2 separate regions of the Mus musculus genome follow, and region 1 is linked to region 2. The links are chromatin contacts, called in public promoter capture Hi-C maps. All regions are on one chromosome and are shown on one strand. The core of a region is the stretch at or near the end of the contact, and the rest is flanking DNA. Distances in the headings are between cores, read along the strand shown.

Evidence for each region. Promoter capture Hi-C pulls out the DNA fragments that hold promoters and counts their contacts.
Region 1: a promoter capture Hi-C map of embryonic stem cells shows a contact between it and region 2. The contact joins the promoter of Htra1 here to the promoter of Btbd16 in region 2. A contact is called at or near these places in 22 of 39 promoter capture datasets (the 3T3-L1 cell line, Sertoli cells, cranial neural crest and 14 more), 5 of 15 datasets of contacts at CTCF or cohesin (CD8 T cells, embryonic stem cells, large pre-B cells and 2 more), 30 of 484 Hi-C or Micro-C datasets (CD8 T cells, the HL-1 cell line, bone marrow-derived macrophages and 19 more), 16 of 115 datasets of contacts at active chromatin or transcription factors (the NIH/3T3 cell line, bone marrow-derived macrophages, embryonic fibroblasts and 6 more) and 5 of 9 other capture datasets (adipose tissue, embryonic stem cells, liver and 2 more).

What each region holds. Positions count from the first base shown.
Region 1 is chr7:130,934,850-130,938,757 of GRCm38.p6, reverse strand. Htra1 (HtrA serine peptidase 1) reads right to left here and starts at 2,555. Exons shown (of 9, transcript NM_019564.3): 1 at 2,015-2,555. The coding sequence starts at 2,486.
Region 2 is chr7:130,772,360-130,775,803 of GRCm38.p6, reverse strand. Btbd16 (BTB (POZ) domain containing 16) reads right to left here and starts at 1,735. Exons shown (of 16, transcript NM_001081038.2): 1 at 1,434-1,735.

The DNA.
Region 1 (3,908 bases), core at 1,306-3,805, 160 kb before region 2:
CACTTAGGGGCCACTGGGGCCCTGCTGGCCAACAAAGGACCTGTCTCCCCAATACAACTCAACCAGCCAAGTATTTGGCCTCTGCTGATGTCTGTAACTCCTGGCCTTGTGCAGCAAGACTACAAAGAGTGACAGCTACCTGGTTTCCCACCAAAATGTGCTTTTTAAAAAAAAAAAAAATGTCACCTGTGCACACTCAGATTCTGGTGAAAGTAGCCCAGATTCCTACCTTCTGCCCTCCCCCTCTAGGCTAGTTCTACGCCAGCCCTCCTCTGAACAGAGCCTATTCAAGAACTACTCAAGGATATCTGCACGTGTGACACACTACTTCCTCCCCAGGGGACTCTGAGCCACCACTGTGGGTCACTTCTGCCCGTGTCTGTCTAACTAACTAACTAACTAACTAACTAACTAACACCAATCTATTCTCCACCTCAAAGTATCCACTCAGGAGCTACATAGTTCTCTACCTCTCCCCAAGGTGAGTTGGCTGGTCCAGCCCCCTGGAAGCCCATTTCCCATAGCCTTGAGGTCTAGCTCTGGCCTGTTCTGAGTTTGCCAGCATTCAGGTTCCAGCTGAGTGACCTTGGACAAGTTATTCATCCCCAGTTCCACCTCATCTAAGACAAAGACGAGGCCAGGAGCTTCCTCCTCCCGGGTCTAGGAGACCAAATAGAGTCACAGGATAACTCACTTGTCACATGGGCTGGGACTTAGTAGGTAGGGACCCCGGGATCAGTCCTCTCTGAAAACAAACAAACAAACAAACAAACAAACAAACAAAAACCCTTTTCTTCTCTCTATGGAGGCTGAGTTTCCTGGGACTGAGGTCCAGTCCTGTGCTCCTGTGGTAAGAATATAAACACCAGCCCACCTCTTCCTACACCACCTGGAGTACTTTCCTGTGCATTCGAGTAAAGTTTTGCCAAATTCAAAGTGGTCATAGGCGACCATATTCCTATAAAGAAAAATCTAGCTCAATCTCTCTTTCCCTCTCCCGTGCTTTCCTGTCCTCCCCACCACATGGGGGGTGGGGGGGCGGAGGGGAGGGAGGTGCTAGGTTTGGGCAGGAGCCCTGTAGCTGAAGCCAAATGTACTGGAGCCCAGCTGGCTGGTCCCCACAGCGCTGTAGTGGCCAGTATGAATTTACTGTTTTTCCACAGGGTATCTCTGGATTTAACCGAAGCTTTTCTCTGGAAGGTCCTGCAGGGAGCTGGGCAGTTCTCCAAGCCCCTTTACCCTGTCGCCACCACCACGTCCAGCTCTTGTGGGTACAGAAAGGTCCCACAAGGAGAGAGAGGGTAGAGGGTGCATTTTTTTCTTCATCCCCAGTGGGCCCCTCCTCTACCTCAAATTTCACGGTCCACTACCTGGTTGAACTCAGGCAAAAGGACCAAAGGACCAAAAAAGGACCAAATCGTGGGCGTTTTTGTAAAGTTGATTTAAATCAATGGAGGAAGAGGGCCGGAGTTACTAAATCGTTTTCTGCTTAGGAGGCGGGGTGAGAAAAATGCTTGCTGAGTTGAGCAGAGATGTTCCCTCTCCCCAAAGTGAAAGTTTTCACGAAGAGGTTCTATAAGAAAAACACTGCTTAGATAGTTCCAAGAAGAGAGGACTCAGCAGAAAGGGAGAAGGAAGGGAAGGCGACAAGAGTTCTTGCGATCCCAAAGCCATGTATCTCAACATTGCCAAGATCCCTGGTATGATACGCGGCTTTCCCCAGCGCGATGCCTAGTCACCCCGGCCAGGGGGTGCTGGACCAAAGCGCGCAAAGCACCTGCTTGGCGTTTCTCGAAACGACCCGATGCTTGGCGCAGAAATAGGGCCGGAGGGAGCCTTTGAAACACAGCTACCCCGAGCCCCATCGTCTCTCTCTCCCACTAACTGGATGCCTAGAACACCCCGCAGTGCTTCTCTGCACCTCCGCATCCCCTCCCGACGGTCCTGACTGGTCGGGCTGAGTTGGCGAGAGTGGGGAGCCACCCAGGAGTGCAGCGCAGGGCGGGGCGGGTACCTTGGCCGCAGGCGCCGCGCTGCAGGACGATGACCGGCGGCTGGCGAAGCTTCTCGGAGCGGCGGCTGGCGGCGCGCAGCTGGCACAGGTTGGTGTAGGTCTTGGCGTCGCTACCACACACCGGCTCGCTGCTGGCACACACGCACAGGCCGGCCTGTGCGCGCCGTCGTACTGTGGCCGAGGCCGGCACCCCGAAGGGCACTACGCATTGCAGCCCCTCGCCGCAGGGACCCTCCTGCAGGCCGCACGCTGCACCCTCGAGCGCGCCGCACACCTCGCAGCAGCCGCACGCGTCGCGGACGCGGCCACCCTCGCAGTCCGTGGGCGGCGGGGCGCAGCGGGTGGGATCGCAGTGCTCGGGACAGACGGTGGCAGCTGGGGCCGAGCGGCCGGTCCCCGACGGCAACGCCAAGGAAGGAGCCGCTAGCAGCAGCAGTAGCAAAGACAGGAGCGTGGTACGCAGGGACTGCATGACGACTCCGACGGCCACGGGCTGGACCACAGCCGAAAAACCGCGCTCGGGACGGTGTGTCGGGGTCTTGGGGACAGCGGGTGCGAGTGTGCGCGGCCGTACGGTTAAGCCCATTGGCCTAGCGGCGGTGACGAAGCGCCAGGGGGACGGGCACCGCTCCCGGGAGGGGGGCCGATCGGGGACTGCCTGCGGGGACGAGGCGGGGCGGGCCGCGACTCCACCCTCCGGCTGGCTCAGTTTCTCATTCTAGGATTCTTTTTCCTCAGAGATTGAAGACCTTAAGACCAAAGTGGCACTTAACAGAGGGAAACCTGCCTAGCACTGCGCAATCGCCTGGAAAGTTCCCAGGTCGTCCAGTGCGGAGGGCGGTCACATCGACCCCGGCCACAGCTGCAATGGACCGGTGCCCAGCTTGGGGGACTGTGGCTGTGAACTTGACGCCGCCGTGGGAAGGCAGCGTCAGCAGGACTGGCAGAAACCCAGTGCCCAGACCTAGTTTCAAGTGAGAGAAGCAAAAAGCATTGGCGAATGACAGTGTAAACCTTCCTAACGCTTCTCTTTTAAAGTTGCTTTCGGTGGAGTGCATGCCATAGCACGCCTCGGGTATCTGGGTTTGGTACTTGGAGGGCCACCGGGAGCATGCCGTGGCCACCGGGCTTTGTACAGTTTGTACTTTTTCACCCTGAGCTGTTAGGGAATGCGTTGTTACCACACAGAAGCGCCCAGCCCGCGCCTGCAGTCCCAGCGCTCGGGCAAATCAAGGTGTCCCAAAACAAGATGTTTTATTTTGAGCTCTCACATGAGGATTTAAGTGACGTTTGGGACCGAGATGAGTCTAAGAATCATCAGGAAGAGCAACTGTCACCCCGGAGGCAGATCTCTGTGCCTGGCCAACACAGAACACATAAATCTTGTATTGGAAGATGAGAGAATTAAAGTATGTGCTGTCCCCACCTGAGTTCCCCATGCACCTCGCCATAACACACCCCAGGGTGGTGGGCAGAGTGCTGCTGACCCTGACTCAAGGAGGAGTCGCTGATAGGGCGCTAATCTACATCCGGGTTGTTCCCTTGTGCAGAATTCCTTAAAACAACTCCCCTCAAAGCAGTCCCCGAGGTAAGCCTCAACTTCGTCCAAGTCCCACACATCAAGGGGTAAGAGAGGGGTAAGAGAGACACACACCCACGCATATGCACATGCACACACACACAGTCTCTGATATGAGAAGTACTTTTGTGTCTGGCTGGAATCCTCAGACTACAGAAACATAGATGTCTACTGGTCCTCCTCTGTCCCCTGTGCTCTCTCCTCTTCCCTTCTGCCAGTAAACTCCCTTTTATACCAGTTCTGTTGCATGGCATAATTTCTCAGAGGCACACCTTGACATGGGTTCACCATGGTACCCCCCTTGCCACATTATAT
Region 2 (3,444 bases), core at 486-2,985:
AAACACACACACTACATACCACACTACACAGCACATACCACACACACACATCACACCACACTAAATACATAAACATACATACACACACACCACACTAAATACACAGACACACAGACACACACATACACACTATACACCACACTAAATACACAAACACACACACACATACACACTACATACCACACTAAATACACAAACACACACACATACACATAATACACCACACTAAATACATACATACACACACACACACACACATACACACTACACCACACTACACAACACACACATACACACACACACACGACCACACTACACAGCACACAAAACACATACACACCACTACACAGCACACATACACACACATACCACACACCACACTGCACATCTCACACACACACACACAGCACATAGCACACACACACCACACCACACAGCACATAGCACACACCACACACACACACACACACACACACACACACACACACACACACACTGCCCCCTCCACACACACATACTTTTGTTCATGGCTGGAATCATAGCTGCTTCTCTGACCTGTTTTTCACACAGAAGTCAGAGGGACCCTGCACCTCTCCAGCTAAAACCCTTGGCCAACTTTCCACATATGAGCTCTGCATCTTCATCGTGGCCCAGAAGCTTCTAAGGAGAGAGGAGTGGGTTCCAGGCAGACTTCATACAGAGCTGGTCAGCATATGAAGAAATGTTCCTGCCAGGGCCCTCCATAGAAAAAAAGGTCATTTCAGTTCAGAGGTGGCTGCCTAGCTCCTCTTTCTTTCTTTTCTTTCTTTCTTTCTTTCTTTCTTTCTTTCTTTCTTTCTTTCTTTCTTTCTTTCTTTCTTTCTTTCTTTCTTTCTTTCTTTCTTTCTTTCCTTCCTTCCTTCCTTTCTTTCCTTTCTTTCTTTCTTTCTTTCCTTTCTTTCTTTCTTTCCTTTCTTTCCTTTCTTTCTTTCTTTCTTTCCTTTCTTTCTTTCTTTCCTTTCTTCCTTTTTTTCTGAGACAGGGTTTCTCTATGTAGAGAAGAACTCACTTTGTAGACCAGGCTGGCCTCGAACTCAGAAATCCACCTGCCTCTGCCTCCCGAGTGCTGGGATTAAAGGCCTACGCCACCATGCCTGGCTCTAGCTCCTGTTTCTTTTACACAAGAGTCTTCCTGGCTGACCTTGAACCCCAGGAGTATCTTAGTAGCACTGAAATGTATTTTTATTTTTGTCTCACTGGGAGCTGTGCCCTCTGTGGGCTTTAGTTGTTGCTCCCTTGGTCCTCTGGTGAGGAAGCTGTCTGTGACCCTCCTTCAGCTCCCAGCCAGGAACCTCTGAAATGCCTCCTTGCCCTGGTGGAGCTATGTGCAAACAGCTCCCATCACTGGGTGACCCCTTGGTCTCGGCTGTGGATGAGGTACCAGTCCCACTTACAGTTCTGCAGTCCTGCTGCCCACGGGGACGGTCACAGAGGTTGAGAGTGAAGCAGAGGGGTGCTGGTTGCACTGGTCTCGGAACCAAGGGAGAGTTGGAGGCTGGGCACCTTCTGAGCCTGAATCTTGAACGCTCTCATGACACCTGGGGCTCACCCCTTCTCCTACGGCGATGCTTTGCTGGGGGAGCCTGCCTTTGGCTTCCTGGGGGTAGTTGTGGGTACCATGGCAACAGCAGTCAGATTCTAAGGACTTCCTGTTCCGGGTTCTGGTGTTATCTCAGCTTGAGGCTTCAGGCTTTCTGCTGAGGGGTGACAGGGCTATCAGAAAACAGTTTGTCACTAGCATAACCATGCCTGGCTGCCAAAATATTTTCGCAACAAAAGTAATTTGAATTCCATGTCCAAAATTAGCCTTAATTAATTCTACATTAATATTTTTTGTGTGTGTGTATCCCCTCCCCCATTCCTGTGCCTTATTGATAATGTGTCTTATTGATAACTGTGTCTCTTGATGTGGGAGAAAGTGGTGGGTAGTGTAGCCAGCCCTCTGACAGACATTAGGGTCTCAAAGTGCAAACCTGCAACTGGGCTATGTTCCTTTGCAGGGGAGCGAGCTACACACACACACTTGGAGAGCCTTTGCCGCACTTCCCATACCACCAGATACACACTGTCTGCTCTCCAACCTGGAGTCTGGTCTGTCGCTTCCCTCCTAGCCCAGTGCCACGATGATGGCGTGATAGTGTGTGTGGAAGGAGGTGCCTCAGCGAAAGCTCTGAAGTACAGGTCTGCCCTGTTACTTCTGCCCTTCCCTTTACCTCAGACTTCCCCTATGTAAACTTTCTCTCCAATAGAGGCTTAACACAGGATTTGAATTAAGGTGTTTGAAATACAAGAACCTGACCCTCCTGATATCATACCTGCCCTCTGGATACTATTTCTGGTACTACTGGGGCTACTGGCTAAAAGACAACCCCTGAGCGCCTCCTATTGGCCACACTGGGAAAGTGTCCCAGGGAGCCACAGTCCTTACCACCCCTGAGCCCAACATTTGACCTTGATTGTATTGATCCCTTTCTGAAGCCTTTGGTTTAGAAGCCTTCAGCTCCCCGCTAGATTGCGCCATGGATCGCTCCAGAGCTGAGCTGTAAGCCAAAGTCAAATGCACAGAAATGGAAACTTTCTTGAATCGCTGGAGTTAGCATGGACTTCATGTGGCCTTGGCCACAAGCAATGTCACAGGAAGTCTAGCTGCTTTCCCTGCAAGTTCTACCTGGTGGCATCCACTTGCTGGCGATGTTGTCCACCCACCCCTATGGGAGGGAAACAGAAGGGTGGGAGGCAGAGCCACCATGCCAGCCTTAGGCCAATGTTCAGGGGGCTGCTTTCTGCCCCACCTGGTGTGTTCTGGATCCTGAGGGACTGGCTTCTGACAGCACCTGCTTAGTCTCCCAGAGGGAGAAGGTGAGCAAGTTCCTACAGGGAACAGAGCAGCTCCTCTGATGGCGAGGCCGTGTGTGCATGCTCAGGCAAAGATACATTTCCAGAAATGTGCTGTGAGGCCACAGTGAGTACTGAGTGTGGTTGGCAAAGGACTTCCCCATATAGAGCCAGCTTATGAAGACAGAGAGGTGGCTGTTCATGTGAGTGAACACACACACACACACACACACACACACACACACACACACACACACACAACTAGACTGTGGAGAGGGAAGTGTAGCCCAGTCAAAACAGTAAATGAACCTCCAACCAGGCCATAAAAAAAGATAGATGAATTATCTCACAAGAAATGAAAAATAATCTTCTTGGAACGGGTTGTGGGCTGCAGACCTACACTCCCAACACTGGGAAGTTGAGGCAGGAGTTCAAGGTCACCCATGGTTATAGAGGAAGTTTGAGGCCAGTCTATTAAAACGAACAAGCAAACAAGTAAAAGAATCATACGGTAGCCCACTATGCCTCAGAAGAGCACAGATATCTGGTGTGGAACAGCCTGTAATATCA